Linked DNA regions of Mus musculus: region 2 is linked to region 1. Evidence: chromatin contacts called from public ChIA-PET data. All regions are on one chromosome and are shown on one strand. The core of a region is the stretch at or near the end of the contact, and the rest is flanking DNA. Distances in the headings are between cores, read along the strand shown.

What was found. ChIA-PET counts read pairs in DNA pulled down with a chosen protein or histone mark.
Region 2: a contact with region 1 is called in an RNA polymerase II ChIA-PET map of memory CD8 T cells, with 24 read pairs. The contact joins two enhancer-like sites. A contact is called at or near these places in 2 of 115 datasets of contacts at active chromatin or transcription factors (embryonic stem cells and memory CD8 T cells) and 2 of 9 other capture datasets (adipose tissue and liver).

What each region holds. Positions count from the first base shown.
Region 1 is chr17:17,439,530-17,444,769 of GRCm38.p6, reverse strand. It overlaps Lix1 (limb and CNS expressed 1), which reads right to left. Exons shown (of 6, transcript NM_025681.2): 3 at 982-1,122. Among named protein-coding and RNA genes, the nearest start is that of Lix1, 39 kb to the right of the region's middle. Within about 2 kb of position 2,754, at least 26 of the 459 cell types and tissues checked have an H3K27ac peak or open chromatin away from gene starts, as enhancers often do. A contact at or near this core is called in memory CD8 T cells, where this site is marked.
Region 2 is chr17:17,597,717-17,602,821 of GRCm38.p6, reverse strand. The region is part of intron 1 of Lnpep (leucyl/cystinyl aminopeptidase); the gene reads left to right. Among named protein-coding and RNA genes, the nearest start is that of Lnpep, 24 kb to the left of the region's middle. Within about 2 kb of position 1,936, at least 186 of the 459 cell types and tissues checked have an H3K27ac peak or open chromatin away from gene starts, as enhancers often do. A contact at or near this core is called in memory CD8 T cells, where this site is marked.

The DNA.
Region 1 (5,240 bases), core at 1,505-4,004:
AATGGCCTTTAATTCCAGCCCTCAGGAGGCAGTAGCAGGCAGATTCCTGTGAGGTCCAGGCCAGACTAGTCTACATAGTGAGTTCGAGGACAGCCAGGACTAAGTTGTAAGACCCTGTCTGAGAGAGGAGGGGGTGGAAGGGTGAGGGGTAGGGGTGAGTGGAGAAGAGGAGATAAAGGGAGAATGAGAAAGGTGACAAAGTTTGTTCTTCTATAGTTCAAGCTCCTGCCCTTGAGCACACACAGAAAAACATCTGCTGTAGGTGGGGCTCAGGTTTCCTCTGTGGCTTACAAGTGGAGATAGTGGGCAGGAACTCTCCACCATTTACTGAACACGTAAATATCCAGCCATAGATGGCTGAGAGAGTTCCCTATTTAAATTTCTAAGACCCATTTTGTTATGTCATTTTTTTTTTCTCTCAAAGCATTTAATTGTACCTGTCACAGAAACTTTCAACACTTACCGGAGAAGGTGAACACCTAGGAACCATGATTATTCTAACACATAGAGCTGTCTAAGCAGCCCACAGTATTTTAGTACTATAAATTGCAAACCTGCATGCTAGCTGGGAAATTAGCATTTACAGTAGGGACTTCACATAATTAGCATGATTAGTTCAATTTGGGGAAAATTAGAACTGGTTTGTCATTCGATTATAAATCTTTCTTCCATTGCCTACATTCTTGGACCATTGGAATCAGTGTAATCATGTGACATTCCTCACCCCGAATCTTGATCGTTTTTGATCCTGGCTTGTCAAGAGTATTGGCAAAATGCACAATGAGCAGCTAGCTCCACCTTCATGAGTTTCAACCTAAGGTTTATTTTGCTAAATGTTAGTAAGTCACTGGACAAAATCTAACCTCCACATTGTTGAAATGAGAAATTTGCTTACTTTAGTATTTCCCAAGATTCAAATGTCCCCATGTTATCACAGAGGCCACATCTTTCTTGCCCTTCCCCCGCCCCCTCGGTACTCACCCTGGTGGAGGCTACTGCTTCCTGAACACTCTCCATGATGAACTCCTTGGTGATCCTTCGGGAGGGTAGCTCATTGAAGAGAGAGTTGATGAGCGCCACTTTAGCAGCATCCCGCCTGGCCTCAGCTCTACTTAAGCAGCACTTGAGAAGGAAGGAGAGGGAGTGTTAAAGAAGTCAGCATCTCACAATTCCAACACTGCATTTCCACGTATCCATTTATATGGGTTCTGGACTCAGACTGTTGGTGTTCAGCTCTTAACTGTATAAGCCTTTGAACTAGTTAATTATTCTCTGTGTGTGATGTCCTTCTTAGTAACATAATAGTAGGGTTGAATCTGAAATTGATTAGTTGATATGCAGAAACTCTCATCCAACACAAGAGATCTAACACACCCACATATAAGCAAGAAGGCTTTTGGTAGAGCATGAGGCAGCAAATCTTTCAAACTTTAGATATCTCCCAAGGGTTAGAATACTTAGATCAGAGAGTTTCTGCATATATGGTTTTATTTTGTGCTATAAACTTGGCCAGAAATATAAAGGGCCATAAGATTTGAGTCAGGTTGTCCTTCAGTGATGCTTAAATGCTGCGTCTTTGGGAATTTTGGCCTACCACTTTCAAGCCAGGCTGCAGGCCCCGACCATATTTGAGTATAATTGTTTGCTGGTCATTCCCTGCTGTCTCCTACCTTCATGCCTTGATTATTACACATTTTTCTTTGTGTCTCTCCCCTATTACATAATTGTGATGTAATTTCTTTGCATCCCTGCCCTATTATGATATACTGAATGGATAACAGACTGAAGTATAGGCTAGTCAGTAACAAACCAATAAAACACCTAATAAAATGTGTAAGAAGTTCTTTCAAGAATAAATATATATACTTCTTATTGTTAAAAAGTACCATTCCTATACACTTTTATGGTATTGTGAGCCAGCAATATGAAAGTATATTAAGCATGGGCTAAAATTCATAAGGATAATTGGCTATTATGCTCAGACCCTGATATGAGCATTTTTGCCAATGTATAGGCAAAACAATGTTATGTTTATTATTCTTTGACAAACTAGTTTCCCATTAAAAAAGCAAGGGTTTTGCCAATATTACACAACATTTGTAACAGCAACTCGTTTTAATATAAGTTTGGCTTTACAAAATCTACAACAGATCTTTAGGATTTTAAAATTTAGGAAATAAAAGTCAGATCAGAGCAATCTTAAGAAATACTTTTCTGTCTAAATAATAGTAGTTTAAGCCAACTTTGTGTGTATGTGTGTGTGTGTGTGTGTGTGAGAGAGAGAGAGAGAGAGAGAGAGAGAGAGAGAGAGAACACTACATAGTTAAAAGAAGCTATCTATTTAAGTAGAGCAACTAAGTACTAGATCAAAGGACGCATGTACATTTACAGCAGTATGGCACTGCTTCACAGATCAAAGTAGAGTCAGGCAGGCAGGCAGGCAGGCAGGCAGGCCGTAGACAGAGCCTTTACCAGGGAAGCATGAAAAAAGAAGGTGGGGGACTCAGCTAATATCAAGATGTGAAATCAGACACCTGCCGTCACTTGTTTTATTATTTCAGTGTACTGTTGGGTTTTTTTGTTTGCTTGCTTGCTTGCTTTTCCCTCCCAATGGGGAGAAAGTGTGCCTGTTAATAAGCACATAAAACCAGCTCAGAGCCATCCAAGAACTTTTCTCCCTATTGTCCTTTGTATTTCTGAAAGACAAGTTCCTCAGAATGTCTTTAATGTTAGCCAGCTGCTTTCTTCTGAAACTACAAATCCAAGCCAGTAACTGCCGCCTGTTTTGGTTTTGAGAGCTTTAAGGAGGGCCTTTCCCCCATAAGAACTTGTACTTGGGCAAGCAATTTAGCTCATTTGCAGTCTGCTTGGGGTGTCAAAACCAAAGTCCAGATGCTCCTGTAAGAACAAGCACTTTCAGAGTCACCACCAAACAGTGGGGACCACTGTAAGAAAATAAAATATGGCAAGTTACAGGGTGTTTTATTGTTTTCCAAACTGGTTATCAGGGCCATCGATAGGGGTAAGTGAAGTATGATGTTATTTCAAAGCAGCTCCCTGCTGGAATTAGACTTTCCCATATGGTTTATTCTCACTGTTTTTCCACCAGACCTCATCATAAATACAGATCTGTAAACTGCTTTATGTGCCCCCCCCATTCTTATTCGCTAATACAGAGAGACAGCTTCCATCCTCTGCACTCTGAAAGTTCTGAGCTTGAATATTCAACAGTCATGATCTTTAGCAAAGTCAGCTGTGGACTTCTTAGGCATGTGAAATGAGATGCATTGTGAGTGGCCAGCAGACCCCACTCCATTTCCATTAAACTTTCTAAATTCTACTGGATAAGAAAATTTCCCCAAGCCCAAATCCTTTGGCTTTGTATTTTATTTTGGAGTTTAGGTCATCTGCTGGTCATCAGGAGCCCATAGATGACCCAATGAAGATCTCCACTGAATCTACCCCAAAACTCAAGTCCAGTAGTTCAAGACCCTTGATGCTCATTTTGCTGTTACTTGGTGACTTGTTAAATACGTCTAATTCCAGGCACCAAACTGATTAATAAAAATAACTTTATATAATAAAGTGAATAGTGAATGGTATGCATGTATGTATCTGGGGGAGGGGGTACTGATTTCAGGCATATGTGCATCATTGGATGTGCCTGGAGGACAGTCTTTAGGGGAATATGTCTAGAGGTAAGCAGACAATTTTGGGAGTCCATTCCCTCCTTCTACCACAGGTCCCAGAGAGTCAGCATCAGGCAAATCATCTTACCTGCTGAGACATCTTGCTGGGCAGCTTACTTTTTGGGATGGGATCTTCCACTGAACTCAGAGGTGACCAATTAATTAGATTGGCTGGGTAGTAAGCTTGAAGACCCAGTGCTGAGATCTGAGATGGTAGGTACATGTTTTTATGCCTCACTTTTTTTTTTAATATGTGGGTACTGGGGGTCAAACTCATAACCTCACACTTGTGTAGCAAACACTTGATCAACTGACCCAACTCCCCAGCTCCCAAATATGCATTTTAATAAGCCTTCCAGATGATTCTGAAGTCCCTAGGCTCGTTCTTAGAAAAATGCTTCTTCAGCTGCTTCTGCCTATCCCACTTCTAACTGGCAGTGGCAGAACCCGGTTTTGTAGGTCTTGAGCCTTACAATATTTCATGAAACTTATTTAAGAAAAACAATGACAAATTTCAAGTAAGATATGTTGACATTATGCTTTTAGTCAGCCAGCATAGACGCTTCCTTGTCTTCCTGATAAATCCCCCTTTGTGAACACAGAACAATGCTAGTTTCTCAGTAGAGGAACTGTTCTATATAAGAATCAAGTAAGGCAAAATTCAGGTTAAAAAGTTCTTTGATAGTCCTTCTAAAAGTTTATGGCTTTTCTAAATTACATTAAAGTTCTGCTTTTATTCTCAAAAGGTTTTTATTTCTTCTGTGAACAACACAATGTCAAGATACAATTAAGATTAATCTGTAGGCTGTCCTCAAATCAAATAGTAGCTAATCGTGTACTCTTCCTTTCTTTCTTTCTCTCTCTCTCTTTCTTCTTTCCTCTCTCTTTCTTTCTCTATTTCTCTCTTTCTCCCTCTCTCCTTCTCTCCCTCTCTGTCTCTCCCTTTCTCCCTTTCTTCCTTCCTTCCTTCCTTCTTTCTTTCTTTCTTTCTTTCCTTCCTTCCTTCCTTCTTATTTTGAATGCAAAGAAGTTCTTAGAATTAAAATTTGGTAATCACAGGCAAATTTTAAGTAGGAATGCCTAACAAGAAATCAGTATCAGTCGGGCAGTGGTGGTGCACACCTTTAATCCCAGCACCGGGGAGGAAGAGGCAGGTGGATTTCTGAGTTTGAGGCCAGCCTGGTCTACAAAGTGAGTTTCAGGACAGCCAGGGCTATACAGAGAAACCCTGTCTCGAAAAAAACAACAACAACAACAAAAAAACCAACAACAAAAAGAAATCACTATCATTTTTAATAACTTATGAAACACTTTAAAACTGTTTATTGATGTGCTCCTTATATATTTTCTTGTCATTCTGACACAATTCAGAATGAAGAATAACTTTCATAAAATTTGTCAATGGATTGATTTTCTTCCATAGCTTGTTTTAGAAAATAAGCAAGATGCATGTGCCAAGTCATCATTTTTATATCCAAGATTTTATTGAACGTATATCCTACATATGGTAGGTTCTGTTGGAAGGCATATGGAAAGATATCAAGTCCATAT
Region 2 (5,105 bases), core at 687-3,186, 160 kb before region 1:
GCCCCCCTCTCTAGTTCTCTGGTGGTTATTCTGTAATTTTTGTAAGTTCATAGAAAAATATCTCTAGGTTCATAGAACAATTCTTTTCCCTCTGGCATTCTCTCAACACTGTAGCCTGCAGGGCTACTTTTCCTGGTTCTCGTACACAGAAATATCAGGCTGGCTCAATGAAATTCTACCTAATTGGCACCAGCACACTATTTGTGACTAAAGCCTGCCCTAAGGGTAGAATGGTCAAAGGAAAGAGAACAGTATTAAGATAGACACTAATCCTCGTGTAGACTGCTTTGCCAAGTGTTTTCTCCATTATCTCCTGTAAGGCAAAGTGAACTGTGGACAGCTATGAAGTAATCTGAGGACAAAGCATGTCGAGACCTTAGTCGTTTTTGCCAGTGTCTTAGAGTTGTCTCTAACCTAATTCAAGAATAGTTTTAGGACACTCCCTTTATTGAACTTTGCCAGAGATTTCCACCCAACTTGTCAGAATAAATCTCTTTATGTTTCATAAGCTAGTTGAATTACCTAATAGCTATAGCATGACTGAAAATATCACTTCTGACTTTGGGTAATGCCCCCACACACTGCCCTCTACCATAAGAGGAGAGCTGACCTGCTGCAAATGTGGATATGCTGTGCATAGAAGTTTACTAATTTCCATTGCCACCATGACAAATGATCACAGATTAGATAGAAAATAAAGTACAAAATTGTTCTCCTACAACTCTGTAGGCCAAATGCATGACCTGTCTTAGCCGGGTGTTGCTAGTAAACACTCTGTGGGCTCTGGGTAGGAACTATGGCCTTTAGTTTCCCAGCTTCTAAAGGCCACTTACATTCTTTTGCTCCTACTCCCTCTTTTCATCTTCAAAGCTGCAAAAGGCAAGCCATGCCCTTTTTTATATAACTGTACCCTGATCTATCCACCTCTCGCCTTCACTAAGGACTGATTTAATTATGTTGAGCCCAGAGTTGTTTCTGCTAATGGCATTCCATTTTTCTTCATGATTATTATACAGTTAATTGAACCATGTCCTATGTCTTGTTGAGGTTTCTATGTACAGAATTGAAGAAGAGATATGAGTGGTATTATTGTGATTTGGTTTATGTGACACTAATACTTGAGCATTGGTCACTTCACCCAAGTGGCCATACTATAATGGTACTCACTTAGTTTAATTATTTGCTGAAATCTTCACTTTAACTTTTGATAATATATAGAGTTTGGGTTTTTTGTTTGTTTTGTTGTTGCTGTTGGATTGCTTTATTTTTGGTTTGGGGATGGTACTAGGAGTCAAAGCCAGGAATTGTGCCTGAACCTAGATAGAAATCTGAGAAGACAGAAAATTTCTGGTGATAGGAATTTCCTCTGTATTTAAAACCACAAACTTTATAAATGTCTTAAATGGTAATAAATAGTAATAAACATATATCTTAATCTAACCTATTTCTTTTAAATATTATTATAACTCAGAGACTGCATAGTCAAAGAACTGCTTGTTACCTAATATTCTAAATCATAACCAAGTTATAAATCCCCTGAAAAATACAACTATAGTAAAATTAAGTACTGTGAAAAAAAAAGAGTCTAAACTAAAACCTAAAATAAAGAAAAAAAAAAAAAAACCAACAAAAACAACTCTGCTGGGCACGGTGATTCATACCAGTATTCTCAGCACTAGCAGTCTTTGCCAAGGCCAAAGCCTTGAGCAATCGTACTGGATTGAGGCCAGCCATGGGTGAGCTGAAAGCCAGCCTGAGCCAAGAGTGAAATCCTGTCTAAAGAAAACTAAACAGCAAAATTCAGTGCAGCATGATTTGCTATAAACTTTATGTTGTTAATTAGAACGAGGCATATGAGACAAGTTGGCCAATTTCTGAGGTTTGGCTGAGAAGCACCAGTGCCTGGGTAAGTTTGCTTTTCAGACAGAACACTGAGTTCTGTGTCTTTAAAATTAACAGTGCAGTCATTGATTGCCCTCCAGCCCCAGTGATGACCATATGTTCAGAATAGTACTTTTAAGAAATGGAAAATAGTTAAGCATGTTTTAAAGATCTTATAAAGACATTTAAGAATTTTGTGGAAGTTTTTTCCACTTAGAAAAAATTGAAGTACAGTCTCCCCCAGATACTTATTTACTGTACCAGGGGTCACTCAACAAGTAGAACAGGGGAAAAGGAAACAACAGATACAGTTTTCCCAAAAGCATCAACCCTGATAAAATGAGAGTTCTCTAAAGATATGACCTCCCCACCCATCATGTTTAGACTGTTTTGTATGAGATTTGTATTGAACTTTGTTGCTTAGTTTTCACTGGTAAGTTTGACTCTTACTGTTATTTTTATCTTTCTGATTAGATTTTAAGAATTTATGTTAGTAACAAAGTATGAAAATTCATTAAAATATGAGTTCCCATTGCTTTTTTTTAAGGGGGGGGGATAAGAATATCTCAAACAGAGTTGGAACCTGTAATATCAGCAAACTTGCTTCTCTTCTCTTCTTGGACACTTTTAAGGTATCCTATTATTTGAAGATAATTATTTTGAAAAACATTTGTGGTGCAAAACCAAATGACTGCTCTGAGGTTGCTTAACCATTTCCTGTGACTCTGAGAAACTGGCTGCTTTCAGAATCACTGTGCTGAGTCTCGGGTGCAGTGAACTATTTCACTCTCATCTTCCTGTAAAGTTTACCCACACACATACATATTACACACACACATACACATATTACACACATACACACATACATATTACACACACACATATTACACACACACACACACCAACAACTAAAGAAAAAGAGGCTAGGAATTTGAAAGAGAGTTGAGGGTGATACATAGGAAGGTTTGGAGGGAATAATGGGAAGGGGAGAATAATGTAATTATAATCTCAAAAATAAAAATAATTATTTATAAAAATATGTTTTGTTTCTGTAATTCTTAGCAAATATCCTTCAACAAATGTAATTGTTTTATGCATGAAATTCTTAGGGCTCTCTTTGAAGGTATAGTTAAGATGCAAATGGTTGTTTTTTTTTATAACAGCACTTAGTTTTTTAACAACAAACTTGAAGTGTTAGTACGGGAGATACTGGGATATTTCTTTTTTCCTTCCTTTCTTTTCTTTCTTTGTTTTCTCTTCTTTTTCTTATCCTCCTCCTCCTGCTCTTCTTCCTCTTCCCCCTCCTCCTCCTTTTTTTTTTTTTTTTTTTTAAAGACAGTGTCTTTCTATATACCCCCACCCCCAAGCTGTCCTGGAATTTACTAGGTAGGCCAGGCTAGCCTCAAACTCAGAGATCTGCCTGCCTCTGCCTTTGCCTCCCAAGTGCTGGGGTTAGAGATGTGTGCCACCATACTCAACTCTATCTCTTAATTTTAATGAGAGAGGGAGAAAGTCCATCTTGCTGTTTCTGTTTGGTTAGTGAATTTAGTGGACAACATAAAGAAACATTTTTGAATATCTATGACTAAGAAATGAGATGTTATATAAATTCTGGTAGGGCCTGGAGAGATGGTTCAGCGGTTAAGAGCACTGACCACTTTTCCAGAGGTTCTGAGTTCAATTTCAAGCAACTACTTGGTGGCTCACAACTGTCTGTAATGGGATCCACTGCCGACAGCTATAGTGTACTCATACACATAAAATAAATAAATAAACAAACAAACAAATAAATAAATATTTTTAAAATTCTGGTAATAGTATATGATGCTAATCATTAAGAACTTGTTATGTAGTAGGTTGTATTCTGAACACTTTATGGCTTATATAACTTAGTGAGGTGGGTAGTTCTTTCCAGTGATTTTATATATTGTATATTTTATGTATGTGTGTGTGTGAGAGAGAGAGAGAGAGAGTATTATCTTCCTCCCTCCAACATAGATAATGTTATTGGTACTGCTTACAGATGAGCAAACTGAGCTTGAAGGGTTACCCAGGGTTACATAGGAGGTAGCAGAATGCCTGGTTCCTGAGAAGTTCTTAGCTCTCTGTTGTTTCTGTTGATCAGTCCAGTGTTATTGTATGAGAGAGCCCCTAGTTGCTCATCATCGTTTGTTGGGTGGTAAGGTATTTGTTGATAATGAAGTCATGTATATTAAACTTCTTAGGCTTAGAATGAAAGCCTAGATCTGTATACAGGAGTTTTTGTATGAAGAATGCAAACTGTTCTAATGACAAATGTTCTGTTTTTTTTTTTTTCCTTATGTTTCTGAACTGAGTCTGAAGTATCAGTAAGGCCCTGATGTTACTCAGTGTATTGCAATCTAAGATATTCCATGGAACTGTAGATCTGATATGTACAACGTGGTTTAAGTTTGGTCTTAGGAGATAAATTATTTTGTGAGAATAATTCAGAGGCATGTTGCTCACTGGTAGAACTTGAGTCCCTCAGAAAATAAGATCACTGAAATATTGGTGGTTATACTATATAAGAAGTAAGGGGTTATATGTTATTTTGTGAACGTTTCACAAAATTTATGACTTAAAACAACAACCATTTTATTTGCTAATTGTTTTTTTTAATTATTCTCTATTTTTTTTAACAGTCTAGACTTTATCCCTGTCCACCGTCTGACTGTCCCACATCTCACACCTTTTCCTCCCATCTCCAAGAGGTTGTCCCCACTTTACCCCCCCCCCTCCCACTCCACTAGACCTCCCAACTTTCTGGGGTTAGGTGCATCTTCTCTGACTTGAGTGCAGACCTGGCAGTCCTCTACTGTACATGTGCTGGGGGCCTCGTATCAGCTGGTGTATGCTACCTGGTTGGTGGATCAGTGTCTGAGAGATCCTAGGGATTCATGTTAGTTGAGATTGCTGGTCTTCCTATAGGATCCCTCTCCTCCTCAGCTTCTTCCAGCTTTTCCCTAATTCAACCACAGAAGCCACCAGCTTCTGTCCATTGGTTAGGTGTAAATATCTGCATCTGACTCTTTCAGCTGCTTGTTGGGCCTTTTGGAGGGCAGTCATGATAGGCTCCTGTTTGTAAGCACACCATGGCATCACTAATAGTGTCAGACCTTGGGGCCCCCTTGAGCTGGATCCCAATTTGGGCCTGTTGCTGCACCTCCTTTGCCTCAGGCTCTTCAACATTTTTGTCCCTGCAG